Regions from separate parts of the Mus musculus genome. Here all the other regions are linked to region 1. Evidence: chromatin contacts called from public ChIA-PET and HiChIP or PLAC-seq data. All regions are on one chromosome and are shown on one strand. The core of a region is the stretch at or near the end of the contact, and the rest is flanking DNA. Distances in the headings are between cores, read along the strand shown.

The links. ChIA-PET counts read pairs in DNA pulled down with a chosen protein or histone mark. HiChIP or PLAC-seq counts read pairs in DNA pulled down with a chosen protein or histone mark.
Region 2: an RNA polymerase II ChIA-PET map of memory CD8 T cells shows a contact between it and region 1, with 6 read pairs. The contact joins two enhancer-like sites. A contact is called at or near these places in 1 of 39 promoter capture datasets (stem cell-derived epiblast-like cells), 1 of 15 datasets of contacts at CTCF or cohesin (CD8 T cells), 1 of 484 Hi-C or Micro-C datasets (embryonic stem cells), 4 of 115 datasets of contacts at active chromatin or transcription factors (acute myeloid leukemia, bone marrow-derived macrophages, embryonic stem cells and 1 more) and 3 of 9 other capture datasets (adipose tissue, embryonic stem cells and liver).
Region 3: an H3K27ac HiChIP or PLAC-seq map of microglia shows a contact between it and region 1, with 4 times the contacts expected there. The contact joins two enhancer-like sites. A contact is called at or near these places in 2 of 484 Hi-C or Micro-C datasets (DN3 thymocytes and spermatogonial stem cells) and 3 of 115 datasets of contacts at active chromatin or transcription factors (effector CD8 T cells, large pre-B cells and microglia).

The regions. Positions count from the first base shown.
Region 1 is chr1:87,656,450-87,661,319 of GRCm38.p6, forward strand. The region is part of intron 2 of Inpp5d (inositol polyphosphate-5-phosphatase D); the gene reads left to right. Among named protein-coding and RNA genes, the nearest start is that of Inpp5d, 39 kb to the left of the region's middle. Within about 2 kb of position 2,697, at least 120 of the 459 cell types and tissues checked have an H3K27ac peak or open chromatin away from gene starts, as enhancers often do. A contact at or near this core is called in CD8 T cells, memory CD8 T cells and microglia, where this site is marked.
Region 2 is chr1:87,416,318-87,420,546 of GRCm38.p6, forward strand. It overlaps Gigyf2 (GRB10 interacting GYF protein 2), which reads left to right. Exons shown (of 29, transcript NM_146112.4): 15 at 501-667; 16 at 2,771-2,862; 17 at 3,968-4,075. Among named protein-coding and RNA genes, the nearest start is that of Kcnj13, 24 kb to the left of the region's middle. Within about 2 kb of position 1,759, at least 7 of the 459 cell types and tissues checked have an H3K27ac peak or open chromatin away from gene starts, as enhancers often do. A contact at or near this core is called in CD8 T cells and memory CD8 T cells, where this site is marked.
Region 3 is chr1:87,910,179-87,914,987 of GRCm38.p6, forward strand. All of the region lies in intron 3 of Dgkd (diacylglycerol kinase, delta), which reads left to right. Among named protein-coding and RNA genes, the nearest start is that of Gm19582, 58 kb to the left of the region's middle. Within about 2 kb of position 2,268, at least 13 of the 459 cell types and tissues checked have an H3K27ac peak or open chromatin away from gene starts, as enhancers often do. A contact at or near this core is called in microglia, where this site is marked.

The DNA of each region.
Region 1 (4,870 bases), core at 1,447-3,946:
CATGCTTCTCCTTGTTCCTTAGCAGGTGTGAAACCAGTGCCCTGCTCAGTTGTCCCTTTGGCCTCACCATCTCCTGTGGCTTCTCAGGATCTGGATATTTCCTTACCTCAGTGTCCGCTGTGCCTTCAGCCCAACTGTCTCTGTATCCGTCTGTGTCCCTACCATCGCCATGACCCCAGCTCGGAAGTTGGCTCTAGCTACTTCAAAGGCGACGAAACAATGAAACTGTGCTAATAACCAGAGGAAAGGGAGCTGGGCATGGTGGGTCATGCCTATAATCCCAGTACTTGGGAGGCTGAGGCAGGAGGATCTCAAGTTCCACTCTAGCCTGAGCTATATGGTTCCAGAGCAAAATCCTTTCTCAGAGGAAGAAGGAAGGGGGTGAGCTGTCTTCTTTGGGGATATCCTTTAGAGAAACCACTCTCAGCCCTAGAACTAAAGACAGGTTTCTGAGTCTAAAGCAGTCCCCCAAACTATTCTCAGCCCAAGCTGCCCCTTTCCCCAGGCTTCTGGGTCTCTCTAGCTGGCCACGCCTCCTCAGTCTATTAGTGTTCTAGCTGTACCAGATCCCTGTCCCTGCCCCTTTCCCCTTTCTTCCACCCTACCTCCCTCATTCAAGTACAGACTCTTACCCTGTACTGCTGCCAAAGTGATGTCATCCTGACCAGCAGTGGTTTGCACCTGTAATCGCCACACTCAGATGATGAGTTTGAGTCAAGTCTGGGCTATAATGTAAGAACTTGAATCAATCAATAAATAAAAGTTAAAATATCAATCCTACATGAATGCACACCCCAGCTCTTGAGTGCTCCCAAAAGCTTTCAAAATTATTGTTAAAAATAATAGTAAGTTCTACAAAATCCCAGAGGCCCCAGAAATCATGCGCTCTCCCCTTCACCCACATGAAGTCTTTTTGGCCAAGGCAGAGGAGGTGAGTAGACATTGAGAAGAAGGCAGACGGAAGGTAGAGGAAACTTCCTGATGACTGCAGAGATAGGAGAGGGCAGAGGGGCCTGTGGAGAGAGACTCAGGAGAAGCTGGGTCCTAGACACACTGATAACTGCATAGGGAGATGGCAGACCATGCTATCTAAAACACAAAGGCCTGGTCAGGCCAGCTGAACTCCTGAGCTGCCCTGCTGCCACCCCCCTTCCACAGTCCCCCTTCCCCTTCCCCTGCCCCCTGCCCAGCACAGCTCTCAGATCTTCTGTGTAAGTTGTATCTGTGGAACACCCCCAAGCTTGGACTGAGTCTAGCCCCTGCCTGTCCCTCAATCACCGTCTTTTCAACTGGCAGACTCAGGGTCCTCACTAAGAAGCAGAAATAATAAACACGATCACTGGCACCCCTCTGCCCGCAGACAAATGTGTTTTCACCCTGCTTTCACCCTGCTGCCTAAGCCTTGTCTTCTGACTTTCTCCTTGGACCTGAAGAGGGTGCTTTGATTTGGTGTGAATCTGCATGGAGCTCTTTGGTTTGGGTTCCCCACTTCCCACTTCCCACCATCTATAAAATCTCCATGGTAACTGAATGGGCCGGCCTCAGAATGGCTAAGTAGCTAAAGATCGCCTTGAATCCCTGATCCTCGGTCTCTGCCTCCCAAGGGCTGGCATCTTGGGCCTGCAGTCCTGCTCTGGGAAGTCTTTTCAACCTAAAAGGAAGGCTACCCCAACCTTCAGGAGTGGCCACCCGGAGCACCACACTTCTGCTCAGCGGCTGGCAGACTTCCTCCCCTGTGCCCAGTCTATTTCAGTTCTGCATTTAGAGATGTCAGACAGTGCTGACATTAAAACTATCCCCTGGGATGTTTCAGCTTGTCTAGGGCTCTGACCGCCCAGGCCTGCTCTTTCCTGCTCCCCACCCCCACCCTGCCCCCAGGGTATTTTCAGTCATCCCCAGGACTGCATCTGAAAAAGCAGCCAGCAGTCTGACCACCAGCTGACCTTCAGATGACCTTAGTCTTAAAGGTACCAGTGCCCTCCCTCCTCTTCCTCAAACCTGGACCCCCCCAGCCTGAAGGCCAACCAACCCTCCATACCCAAAAACCTTTGTGCATGGCTTTGTACCTTCTGGGATATTGCTCCCTGGTAGATGCAGATGCCAAGAGATAGAACAAGATTTTCCCTATAAGATCTAGCTGGGCAGTCCACTCCCCTCCACCTCCCTGCACCTTTTATAGTAGCGTGGTCTGTTTTATGGAGCAGATGTATCTCAGAACAGTGGGCTGTGGTTATGTACCGTACCAGTTTCCCCTGTCAACAGACCTGGGCTATAAGACAGGGTTTTTCAAGGCTCTTGTGAAGGGGGGGGGTTGGTAAAGTAGGAACCACAGTTATATCCCAAGGCAGAGTGAGCTGTGCATTCAAAGCTTGACTCCTTGGGTTGTTGTCTATAAAGGCCTTATAAAAAACATTGCTTCTAGTTACTCTGTGTAGACATATTAACTAATCAGAGACAAGGACTATATTTCATTTCGTGAACAGAACTAATCCTTACTTTATTGTCTTGTGTGTGACTTTTGATTCTGAACATAATAAATTCATGTCCAGTCTGTTGATTAAGCAAATCCCATGGAGAGGTCTATCAGCCTCAAGCCTGGGATATCCCAGTTACAAGCATTATTTTAAAGTAGGAAGAGCCTGAGGCTGAGGGTGGAGCACAGTGAAAGGGCTCGGGCCACACCATGCACCACACCCGCTCATCTTCAGGTTCTCTCTCTCTTGGATCAAACTGCCTGCCACATGCTATAGTTAATCTGTTAAGGAGAGAAGGAATTCATGCCTGCCAAGTGGAAGAGGAGAGTCACCGGGGAGCAGGGGCCTCACGGTCCATGGGTATTGTGGGGTATCATTCCTAAGGGGCACAGTGAGGGTACATCAGTAAACAGCTCAGAAGGCTGTTAGAGGCCCACAGCTAACTCGAGACCTTTGGGGTTCCTTCTCTATTTCAAAATGACTTGGTGTATCTTTTAAGGAAGGCCTTAGCTGCAGAATGAGGAACAAAAGCTGGCGGCCTAGACGCTAAGAATCCAGAGCCACGCCCCTCTGCTGGCAGGGAACTATGAACTAGGCCTTGATCTGAGCCTCATGTTCCATGTGACACACAGGTGCTTCTCTGCCATCATGATTGTCCTCTGGTTCATTCACTCCTTTGAGTTTAGCCAGTGAGAGCCCCAGCCAGGTGGTAAGACAGCGAGAGGAAGATAGTGAAGAAGCGGGGGTGGGTCCTCTGGCACTGGCTCCCTCCTGCTGGGAGTTCTCAGTGGGCTCCAGCACTATCCTTCTGCTGGGAGGTTCCAGGGGGGTAGGGGTAAACTGCTTCCCTCCGCTGTTAGCTCTAGAACTCTTCCTCTCTACCTACCAAACTCTCCCCAAATGCCAGTTTTATATGGCCATCTGCTTCCTGCTAGGACTATGACTAATGCCTATGACACCTTTCTTGACCACATTTTACATTTTAAAATAGTCGAAAAAGCACCACCTTTGGGATTGTTGGGAGAAAAGGGGGTACACCAAGCCCCACCTCTCACTGTTTCTACCTCCAAGCCCAAGCACACAGAAGGTATCTAACCTAGTTTTATTTCCTGTTGCTGTAATAACAAAAAGCAACTAAGGGGGTGGCGGGAGGAAAGGTTTGTTTTTGTTTTCACTCATAATTCCACATTACGGCCCTTTGTAACGGGGAGGTGAAAGTGGTAGCCAGGCAGAGGTGGCGGGTGCTGTTGGTCCCAGTGCTTGAGAGAGACAGAGGCAGGTAAATCTCTGAGTTCAAGGTTAGCATGGTCTACAAAGTGAGTTCAAGGACAGCCAGGGCTACACAGAGAAACCCTATCGTAAAAAAACCAAAACAAAACAAAAAGGCAATACTCCTCTCCTATTCCCTGCCCCCCCACACACACACACGCCATAGGCCAACCTGATCTAGACAATTCCTCACTGAGACTCTCTTCCCAGATAATTCTAGACTGTGTCAAGTTCACAATTAAAACTACAAATTCTTGCCTGTCATTCTGATTCCAGTGTGGTAACCCCACAGAATCAGGGGTTGCCAGGCTCCTCAGAATTACAGGAAGTACGGTAGACCGAGATGTAGTATGTAGACCCCGCTCCTGTGGGGAGGGGGGCCTCTTAGGCAGGTGAATATGTGCAACATCTCATGTGGAAGGGGACCTCTAGGCTCATTACTAAAGGACATTATTGTTCCTCCTGGCCCACAGTCAGTACACTGCCACCTAGAAGATCTTCCCACGTGTTGGTTTAGGCTTAGTGGGGTTTATTGGCTACACAGAGCCGGCCATTCACTATCCACTCTGCCTGGACATAGGGCCTTTTAAGCCCATCTTATGAAGACAGCATTTTATACTGTGCCTCCAAGAGACCCCTTTCTCTGGCCTGTTGGGACCCATATCTCCACCATCTCCTCTGCCTCTGTCTGCTGCCTGTGAAGACAGGCTGCTTCCTGCTGGCCCACATGGCATAACAATTGAAATTTATCTCATGGGAATTTGCTTCCCTTAGGAGGGCCCTTGTATCCTTTCTGGGTACTAGAAGTACAAAGCACTCAGAGCTGTCCCTGAGCCCCAGCTCCTGGGTAGTGAATCTATATTATAGTGTGGCCATAAGGCCTTTGCAAGGACATTTCTCTGTCAAATGGACCCAGCACCCACCTGGCATCTCTGCCTCCTGTCTCATCCCCATCTGTCTCATCAGTTGGCCTTGTATATGTGCATATTCATTGCATACATAAATAAATAAGTGGATCTTGTTGCTCTGACTGAGTACCACAAACAGGGTCACTTTTAAAGATTAAAGTCCAGGCATGTAGCTTGAAGGTAAAGCAAATGCCTAGCATGAGCAAGGTCCTAGCCAGA
Region 2 (4,229 bases), core at 509-3,008, 240 kb before region 1:
ATTTGGTCTAGTTGGGTACATTCATTGCAGTTTGCCTTAGTTCAGTTGATGATTGCTTTTTACAAATCACTAATCTCCAACAGAACATAACAAATGTAGCCCTGAGAATTTAGTGATCATATCCAGCACATGCTATCAGCTCGTCAGTGTATTTTACGCTCCTGATGTGAGTTGTTGCAGAGGGCGAGACGGTTATTCTGCGTATAGTCATTAAAGCATTGGTGACAAATTTGAGACGCGTCAGGCTGGAGCTTGCTCGGGGGTGAGACTCAGCAGCAGGGTACTTGCTGAAAATGAGTAATGTCCTGGCTTAAACTCCCAGCTTGGGGACACAACATTGTGCATTTCAAAATTTAATTCCCTTTGTATCTAATTTTAAAAAATCTTATTTGTTACTTTTTGAGGTAAGCTGGTATTCTATAAAATTTTGAATGAACATGAGACTCAGGGAATATACTTATTTTTGAGCCTGACAGCATTCTCACTCCCCTTGTGTTTAGGTCCCTTTAACAATCAGGAGATGGCCGAGTGGTTTCAGGCGGGCTATTTTACTATGTCTTTGCTGGTGAAGAGAGCATGTGATGAAAGCTTCCAGCCCCTTGGTGATATCATGAAAATGTGGGGAAGGGTTCCTTTCTCTCCAGGCCCAGCTCCCCCTCCTCATATGGTGAGTATCTTCCCACTTGCCTGAGATTCACAGTAGACACAGGAGTACTTGTTTCTCTTTGAATGACAACCAGGGTTGCAGTGAAGGAAGAAAGAATGGTAGTTTCTCTTTCTTTTTCTTTGATACAGGGTTTTGGCCTGGAACTTGCTCTGCAGACCAGGTTGACCTCAAACTTGTGGTGGTTCTCTTGCTCCTACCTAAGTTGCTGGGATCATAGGCATGAACTACCATACCCAACCTGGTAGTTTCATAGAAGTAAATTGAAATGATAATGGGCATTTTTGAATGGGAGAATTGTATACTGAACACTAATGACCTTTTCAGAACTTACTGTGCATTCATCTATATATACTGTATAAAATCTGTCGGTGGTTTTCTAACCAATAAAGAATGAGACCAATATCTTATCCTGACCTAACCTGTAGGTCCTTTATGGTCTGACTCTCTCCCTTTCATAGCTCATGTCAAAGCTTTTATCTTCTGTGTTTCAAAATGGCTGGCCTCTGAAAAGTTCTTATTACTTTTACTTAGAATGTACACTTTTCCTCTCACCTCTATCTCCTTCTTATTTTCTGGCTCATAAAATTTCTTGAACTTGAGGCTTATCCAAATATAAGTGCCACTTACTGTGTTAGGATATTTTGAAGGCCTAATCCTTTGGCTGGGAAAATTTTCTCTTGAGGCTGGCCTTTCTCAGTTGAGTTGCTAGTAGAGGTTGCTATGTGTGTGTCTGTCTATGTTTTTATTAAATTGAAGCAAGTAGTGGTTGTCCATTGATAAAAGTGATACTATTTAATTTACCATGAATACTGGATTTCTGCAGTAACCTGATGTTGACTTACACAGCTATACTGAGGCTACCAGTGTTATTTTCACGGTAATTGTTTGATAGGTGGCAGTGAATGTGCTGTATCCTCTGTTATTAAAGGATGAGACTCACTGGCTTGCTGGCCATCATACTTTCTCTTCCATGATTCATACATTATTTTTGAGAATTGTTTCTTTTCAATCACAAGAACAATTATAGTGAATCATTACTTGAATTTACCTGACAAGTTTGAGCCTTATTTCCTGTCTTAAAGTTGAAATGTGACTTTGATGTGTCAGGAGCTAAAAGCTGCTCGCTTGGTTTTTGGCATGTTCTCACCCCTTGTTTTCTCCAGTCACAGTCTGCATCTCTTTAGTTGAAGCTGTACCTAAGCCTCGGTCTGTACCCTTCAAGGGGAAACTTTTGGGAAGCTCAGGTTGCTTGTTACCTGCTACCTCCTTCCTCAAAGCACTGATAAGAGAGCTGACTTTCACAAGCAGAACTCTTAAAACCCAGCTACTCGTGTGAAGTGTTGACTAGACCTTACTCCTGATATCTCTGAATTTAGGATTCTTCCTGCCCTAACCCATTGTATGTCAGATGCTTTATTCCAAGCTATAATCAGTAAGCCAGAAAAATACAAGTTCATATATGGTTTGCCTAGGGGTTAGTCTGTTATCTTAGGTTTTTATTTTTATTACTATAAACCTTATATTTTCTTTGCCTCTATTTTAACTTTACAAAACTAAAATTTCAGCCATCTTCTTTGAATTATTTTGAAATACAATGAAAATACTATTAGCCTGTGTTTCCACCTTCCAGTGTATAACTAGCGTTAGAAATCCCTAATTTGAGGGAGGAGTTCTCATCCTATCAGCTGTTAGGTCACTTTACTCTTTTTCATGTTGTCCTGTTTCTGTGATTTTTATGTGATCTTTAAAACAAGCCACCAAGATTTAGAGTGCTGGGTAATTTCTCAATTACAGTAACAGATTGGTAGATCACAGTTCAGCTTTCAGTTTGAAGTAGTGGATGACAGTGCTGAGTAAGGACTGCTTGTGACTTATGTTGGTAATGCCACCTCATACCACTAGGTGGCATTGCTTGGTTTTTTAAGGTAATGGGGTTTTTAGTTAAGGGTTTGAAGGGCACAAGTTTGGAGTAGGAAGCAAAGGTCTTGCGTGTGGTGTGCTATGTGTGTGCGTGTGCATGTGTGTAGGTGTGTATACTCGATGCTATGTATGCTCATTGCTGTCTATCTCATGGTGCTTCTTCTTGTACCTCTTTTCCCTCAGGGAGAATTGGACCAGGAACGCCTGACCAGACAGCAGGAACTCACTGCCTTATACCAGATGCAGCACCTCCAGTACCAGCAGTTCTTAATCCAGTAAGAGAGTGATGCAGTAGGATGCACTGCAGCATCAAAAGAACCTGACATAGAATCTGCTTCAAGTCTCACCTGTTAGAGTGAGAACTCAAGGCTTCTGTGATTCTTGAGTAGCCTACTAGTGACGTGTGTGCCACTGTCCATCTCATTGTAGCTTGCCTTTTAATTCTAGATTCCAGAGAATGGCATCTAATTAGGTTTTCAGGGTCTTTAGTTGCTGAAGAAAGAGCCAGACAATCATTTTATTGACTAAGTACTTTTTGAGGGGCACAGAGAAAAAACAGAGGAGAAGGTAGGAAGAAGTTAAAGAGTTTGTTGTTAGGAATGGTGTAGAACAACGACCAGCTCACTAAGGTTGTTATCTTACGTGTGTGTGTGTGTGTGTGTGTGTGTGTGTTGAGATATTTAACCGTATAGCCCCGACTGCCGTAAAATTCATGTTCTGCAGCCTTAGTCTCCTGAGCACTAGGCTCATGAAAAAGAAGTATTATTTGTGCAGGTAGATGGATTGACACTGTCAAGTGTTGGTAGCCTGCTGCCTGTTTTAAGCAAAACATTATTGGATCATATGACTTAGCTGTCTGTGACTGCTGTTAAATTACAGGGGAAGAACTGAGCAGTTGCATCTGTAAACCTAAAGACATTTTCTGTTTGCAACTTTCACAGCCACCAGAAAATGTTGCCCAGAAATTTCCACGCTGAAACAAAAAATCTGAGAAAATTTTGTAGAAGTGATTTTAGTTTTGCAGAGTTCTTCATTAAGAAATAGGTGTTCAAATTTGCTTATTGTCATTTATAATCTAGAAAATTTTATGGGTATTTGACATTTTTTGACATTCTGCAATATGCAGGATGTATATATCACACATGTCATTTATTTCATATGTATATGTGCACACACACAATTTTATATCTGTCCTTCAGGAACATCATATATGATGTGAATCAAAAATTTTTGTGACTTTATAGAATTATAAAATATATTTGATATTTCTGAGTTTGGTGGTTGGAGGAGGGAAGAAGTTGGGTTTTGTTTTTTCTTTCAATCATGTGAACTGTATGTGAGTAGATAGGTTATACTTTTTTTTTTTTTAAACTTTTGAAGACAACAGTATGCACAGGTTTTGGCTCAACAGCAGAAAGCAGCTTTGTCATCTCAGCAGCAACAACAATTGGCTCTTCTTCTGCAGCAGTTCCAGGCTCTGAAGATGAGGTTGGTGGTCATTCCATTATTTCACATTTCTGTGTACACACGTGTGCATGTGTGGGGGTAATTTTACTTTTACCCGTGATACCTGATAAAAAGATTGATAAGGCACACAGGGTCGTGGTTCACTGAGATTCCCTAACCATTAATGTAAGTTCGT
Region 3 (4,809 bases), core at 1,018-3,517, 250 kb after region 1:
TTCCTCTGCACCACATGGTTGCTATACTTGCTTTTATTGTATGTTTTGGGAGCTGTGCTGCAGAGGTTCTGTCTTTATAGTGTGAGTGTGGTGTCTACTGTATAAACACATTATAATTACTGTAGCCAGTCCTTTGTCATCTTTGGAACTGTCAGCACACGAGTGATTTCTTATCTTCCATCTTTATGAGTGTTTCTTTGAATAACTTTATGTATGCAGTGTGTGGTTTCTTATGGCAGTTGGAAGGTAGAATACATTTATAGAAGTGCTTCTGCTGAGATAAAAGTCTAAATTTTAAAGCTCACTAGATTTTATCATATGTTCTCCATAAAAGTTGTGGTTTCTTATACTCTGCCTTAAGAATCAGTGTAACCTGTTATCAGACTATGAACTCTATGAGTCTGGTAAGTTAACAAGTACCTGGGTGGAGGGGGCGCTGTTAATGGCTCAGAGGGTGAGGAAGTGACTAACACAGCTTGTACTCTGACCTCCACATGTGTGTTGTGACATAAACCCCTCCACACATAATAAATAGATGCAAGTAAAATAAACCTTTGAGTCTATACTTTCAATTTGCATTTCTCTTGGGAGGTATACCAAGCAAATATTTCTGTAGGGTTAAGATCTGTTTCTAACCTTGAATTAATACAATTCCAGTGGCCTTTCCTGTTCATTTCTGGGTATCTATCTGTCTCCTGCTGTCTCTTCTGCATGTGGGTTCTTTCTTCCTTTCTTCCTTCCTTCCTTTCTTTCTTTCTTTCTTTCTTTCTTTCTTTCTTTCTTTCTTTCTTTCTTCCTTCCTTCCTTCCTTCCTTCCTTCCTTCCTCCCTTCCTCCCTTCCCTCCCTTCCCTCCCTTCCCTCCCTTCCCTCCCTTCCCTCCCTTCCCTCCCTTCCCTCCCTTCCCTCCCTTCCCTCCCTTCTCTCCCTTCCCTCCCTTCCTCTCTCTTTCTCTCTTTCGTTCTCTTATATGAGCCATAGCACGTACATGGTGGTCAGTTCTGTCCCCTAGGACGTAGGCTCCTGGATTCAGACTCAGGCTGCCCTGCTTTCCCTGCTCAGCTGTCTCTTCAGTCCGTGCAGATGGACTTTTCTAATTAGGATTTCTGAGAGTCTAGGCAGATGCATGGTTTCCTTTTCTGTTTTGTTTTTCTTGTCTTCTGTTCATTCTCTCCCCCTACCCTTTTGGTGAGGGATAAGACACTCACGATGTAGTTCTGGCTGGCATGGTACTGGCTGGACCAGACTGGTCTCCAGTCTCTGCCACAAGGTGTTGAACTTAAAAGTGTGGCATACCGTGTTTGGCTGAATGGTTACTTTTATGTTTTGAGAATTCCAACCTCTGTATAGTTTGTCTTGAAACACAATGTTGGCAGGTGGTGTGGCTGCCCTGGACAGTCTTTCCAGGGAGATGAGGACTGTGGGGCTGAGGTAAGTACATATTTGGGAATATCAGTCATGAGAGTGAATTGAGGGATAGGTACAGACAGGGCAGACTCTGTTATTTGTGGGCAGTTCAGAAATATGGAAGGTAGTAGGGCCTGATTGGAAAGGAACAGGAGGCAGATTTTATTTGCTAGGACTTGCTGTGATGATCTCGTTCCATTGGCTGGGCTGTTTATGGTAGAACCATTCAAGAATGCAGTGTCCACATGGACTGTCTCTTGGTCATATCACAGGGGAGTCCTGGGACAGTGACAGGTGCTGCTGACGTACACCCTGACAGAGCTAAGATGTGGTGGTGCCATCAGTACCTGTTTTCAGATGGGGAAATGGAAACAGGAGTTGGAAAAGCACCTGCTACAAGTTATGGAGCTTTGGATCCAGGGGCCAAAAATGTGGTATTGGTCCAAGGCAGGTTGTATCCCTGCACTGCCCTCTGGGGTTTGATCACCCCCTTTCCAGAAAAGAAATAGACTTCCCACATTCAACCAATGAAGCTAGGAGGGGTTCAAATTAGTGTCTGTTTTGAACTTCCTCGTTATAGAATAGGCATAGATTTAAAAGAAAGAAATCCAAACTCAGGTTCCTCTACATCTGCTAGCTTAGCCTTTGCTATGCTGTTCAGGCTAAGGAAATGGCACCAATGATCATTTGACTAATTGACTGATTGGCTTTAAGCATAACAGTTTTTTAAAGTTATTTTTTCAGAATGTGCAGGGCTAGATTAGGGGAGGGGCAAAGATCTGTTTTCCAGTGTGTGCTGGAATAATGCAGCAGTTCCTCTCATAGTTGTGGAAGTGGTAGACATAGCATCAGTATAGAAGGGGATATGTAAACTCCTCATAGTTCACCGCTATGAGTGTCCTGGTACCCCGCTATCTCTGAGCTATGCAGTATCAAGTACTTGTTCTTTCTTTGACTGTGTTTCTTATGCTGATGAAAATGTTCACATTTTGAGGTTGTGCTAGAGGGAGTCATTAAGGAGAGTTTGCAAACTCTGCAGAAGAGCAAGAATAATGAGCAGGGTTTCAGTTCCCACCACTATCTGCAACAAGGTCTAAAGCACTGGCTAGCCCCACTTCCAGGCCTCATATGCGGTCTTTGTAAACATCCGAGGTGGTTGTAGGTCTGTCTTTCTCCAATGTGAGTATTCTCTGGGTGGCAGCTTCAACTTCATGTTCTTAGAAACTCAGCTCTGGAGCAGACTCCCAGCAAGCTAGTGGGGGTGTGGGGTGAGAGGGAAGCTTGTGGTGCCTGATCTCTGAAGGCAGTGCTCCTTGTCTGTTGTCTCTGTTCATTTTCCTATGCTCTTGGCTTTTCCCAAGCCCCAGATTCATCATTCTAGGAACCTTGGAAACATGAGAGTAAACAAAGTTTTTATTGGAGACCCAGTTCTGTTCATCCTCTCTGTGTGAACCTTAGTTGCTGGAAAGAACACTGCTTCTGTGTGTTTTGAGTCCCAGACAAAATGTACTTGAATGTCATGTTTGTCAATTGGGTCTTCTTAATGTAAGTTTAAATAGATAAGATGGATACAAATGTAAACGTTAAAACCTTTAATTGTGAAGATCCCCCTGAAAATAGGCACTTTCCTAAACGTATTGGTGGGAATGCGGTGGGGGATGTCCAGCACTTGCAGAAGGGAACTTGGCAACATTTAGCAAGGTTACATATGAATTTATTGTCTTTCAGGGAAATTCTACTTCTAGGAATTTGGGCCAGAGATATACTGTAAAAATAGTAAAAGATCATTCATTGAGGTACTCCATGAAATAGCAAAGGATTTTCCACAGTGCAGAGTTCCCAGTGGTAAACATGACTGGCTGAGAAGCTGATGTCTGAATCATAGACTGCTGTGCTCCTGTGAGGTAGAGCTAGGGACTGTGTGCTATCAGGCATGGAGGCCAGGATCTACAGTTAGGAGAGAAAGCAGAGGTGGGAAGTGGTAGCTGTAGTATGCTTCTGTTTTTACAGGGAGTATAAATACTTTTTTGTTTGCATGTAGCTTATAAATGGAAGCCAGCCAGCCAGCCTGCCTGCCTGCCTGCCTCCCTCCCTCTCCTTTCCTCTCTCCCTCCCTCCTTTCCTCCCTCTTTCCCTTCCTCCCTTCCTCCCTTCCTAAGGTAATCAAAATAGAGGGAAAATACACTTAAAAAAAAAGAACTTCTACTCAAACTTTGTTTTGTATAGATTTGATTTTGGAATTACTTAAACATTTATATTATTTTATTACATGTATTCATTTATTTATGTGTATGCATAGATATTATACTTGTGTGGAGGTCAGCAGTTGATTCCCTCTTCCCACTGTGCAGGTCCTGGGGAATGAACTCAGGTCATTAGGCTTGGCAGATGACCTGCTGAGTCATCTTGCTTGTCCTATATCATTGTACAGTAAAATTAAGAGGTTATGACATTTTTTGATAAACCTTGTCACTTTCCCCCTAAACTGTACCTGTTCACCTCCCACCAGTGCTTGAGAAAACCTCTTCCACAGCTTCAGCAAGTCTGATGTTATCTTCTAGAATCCTACCAATCTGAAAAGAAAAAAGAGGCTATTTCTCCCTTCTGTGTCCTTGCATTCCTTTATTAGCGCTTTCTGTTCTTCTGTGAGTCTGAGTCTTTCTTCCTCAGAAGGCTTCTCATTAGTTTATAAACTCTTCCCACATTCCTTTCCGTTTGTTGGTTAGCACCGGTTGTGTATCATTCCAGCTAAATTGCTTCGTTCCTAACTGTAGAAGCTGTTGTTGCTCTGTTGTCTTAGGTGCAGCACATGCTCATGTTAGTTTAGAGTAACTGGATCAGACTTATGATGTCATTTACATGTTGGCCATTAGCTCTGCATTTCTTTGTTTGCTTCTCTTTTTCTGGTTTCCAGGGCTTGTTTCTTATGTGTGAGCAGTGAGGTCTAAGTGTTCACTCAGATTGGTAGCTGGTGGATAGCAAATGGAATGCCATTGACTTTTTGGCTTGAAGTAGCTTTAGCTTCTTGGTTTGCAGTGATACATAATAACTACTTTTATGATCTGTTCAATATGAATACCTGAGTGAAATATTTTCCCTGTGAATATACACTTCTGTCTTAGATAGAGTTTCACTGTTGTGAACAGACACCATGACCAAGGTAACTCTTTTAAAGGACATTTAATTGGGGCTGGCTTATAGGTTCTGAGGTTCAGTCCATTATCATCATGGCGTGAAGCATGGCAGTATCCAGGCAGGTATGGCACTGGAGGAGCTGAGAGTTTTAGATTTTGTTCCAAAGGCAAACAGGAGAAGACTGTCTCTAGGCAGCTAGGAGGAGGGTCTTAAAGTCCACCCCCAAAGTGACACACTTTCTCCAACAAGGCCACACCCAATAGTGCCAC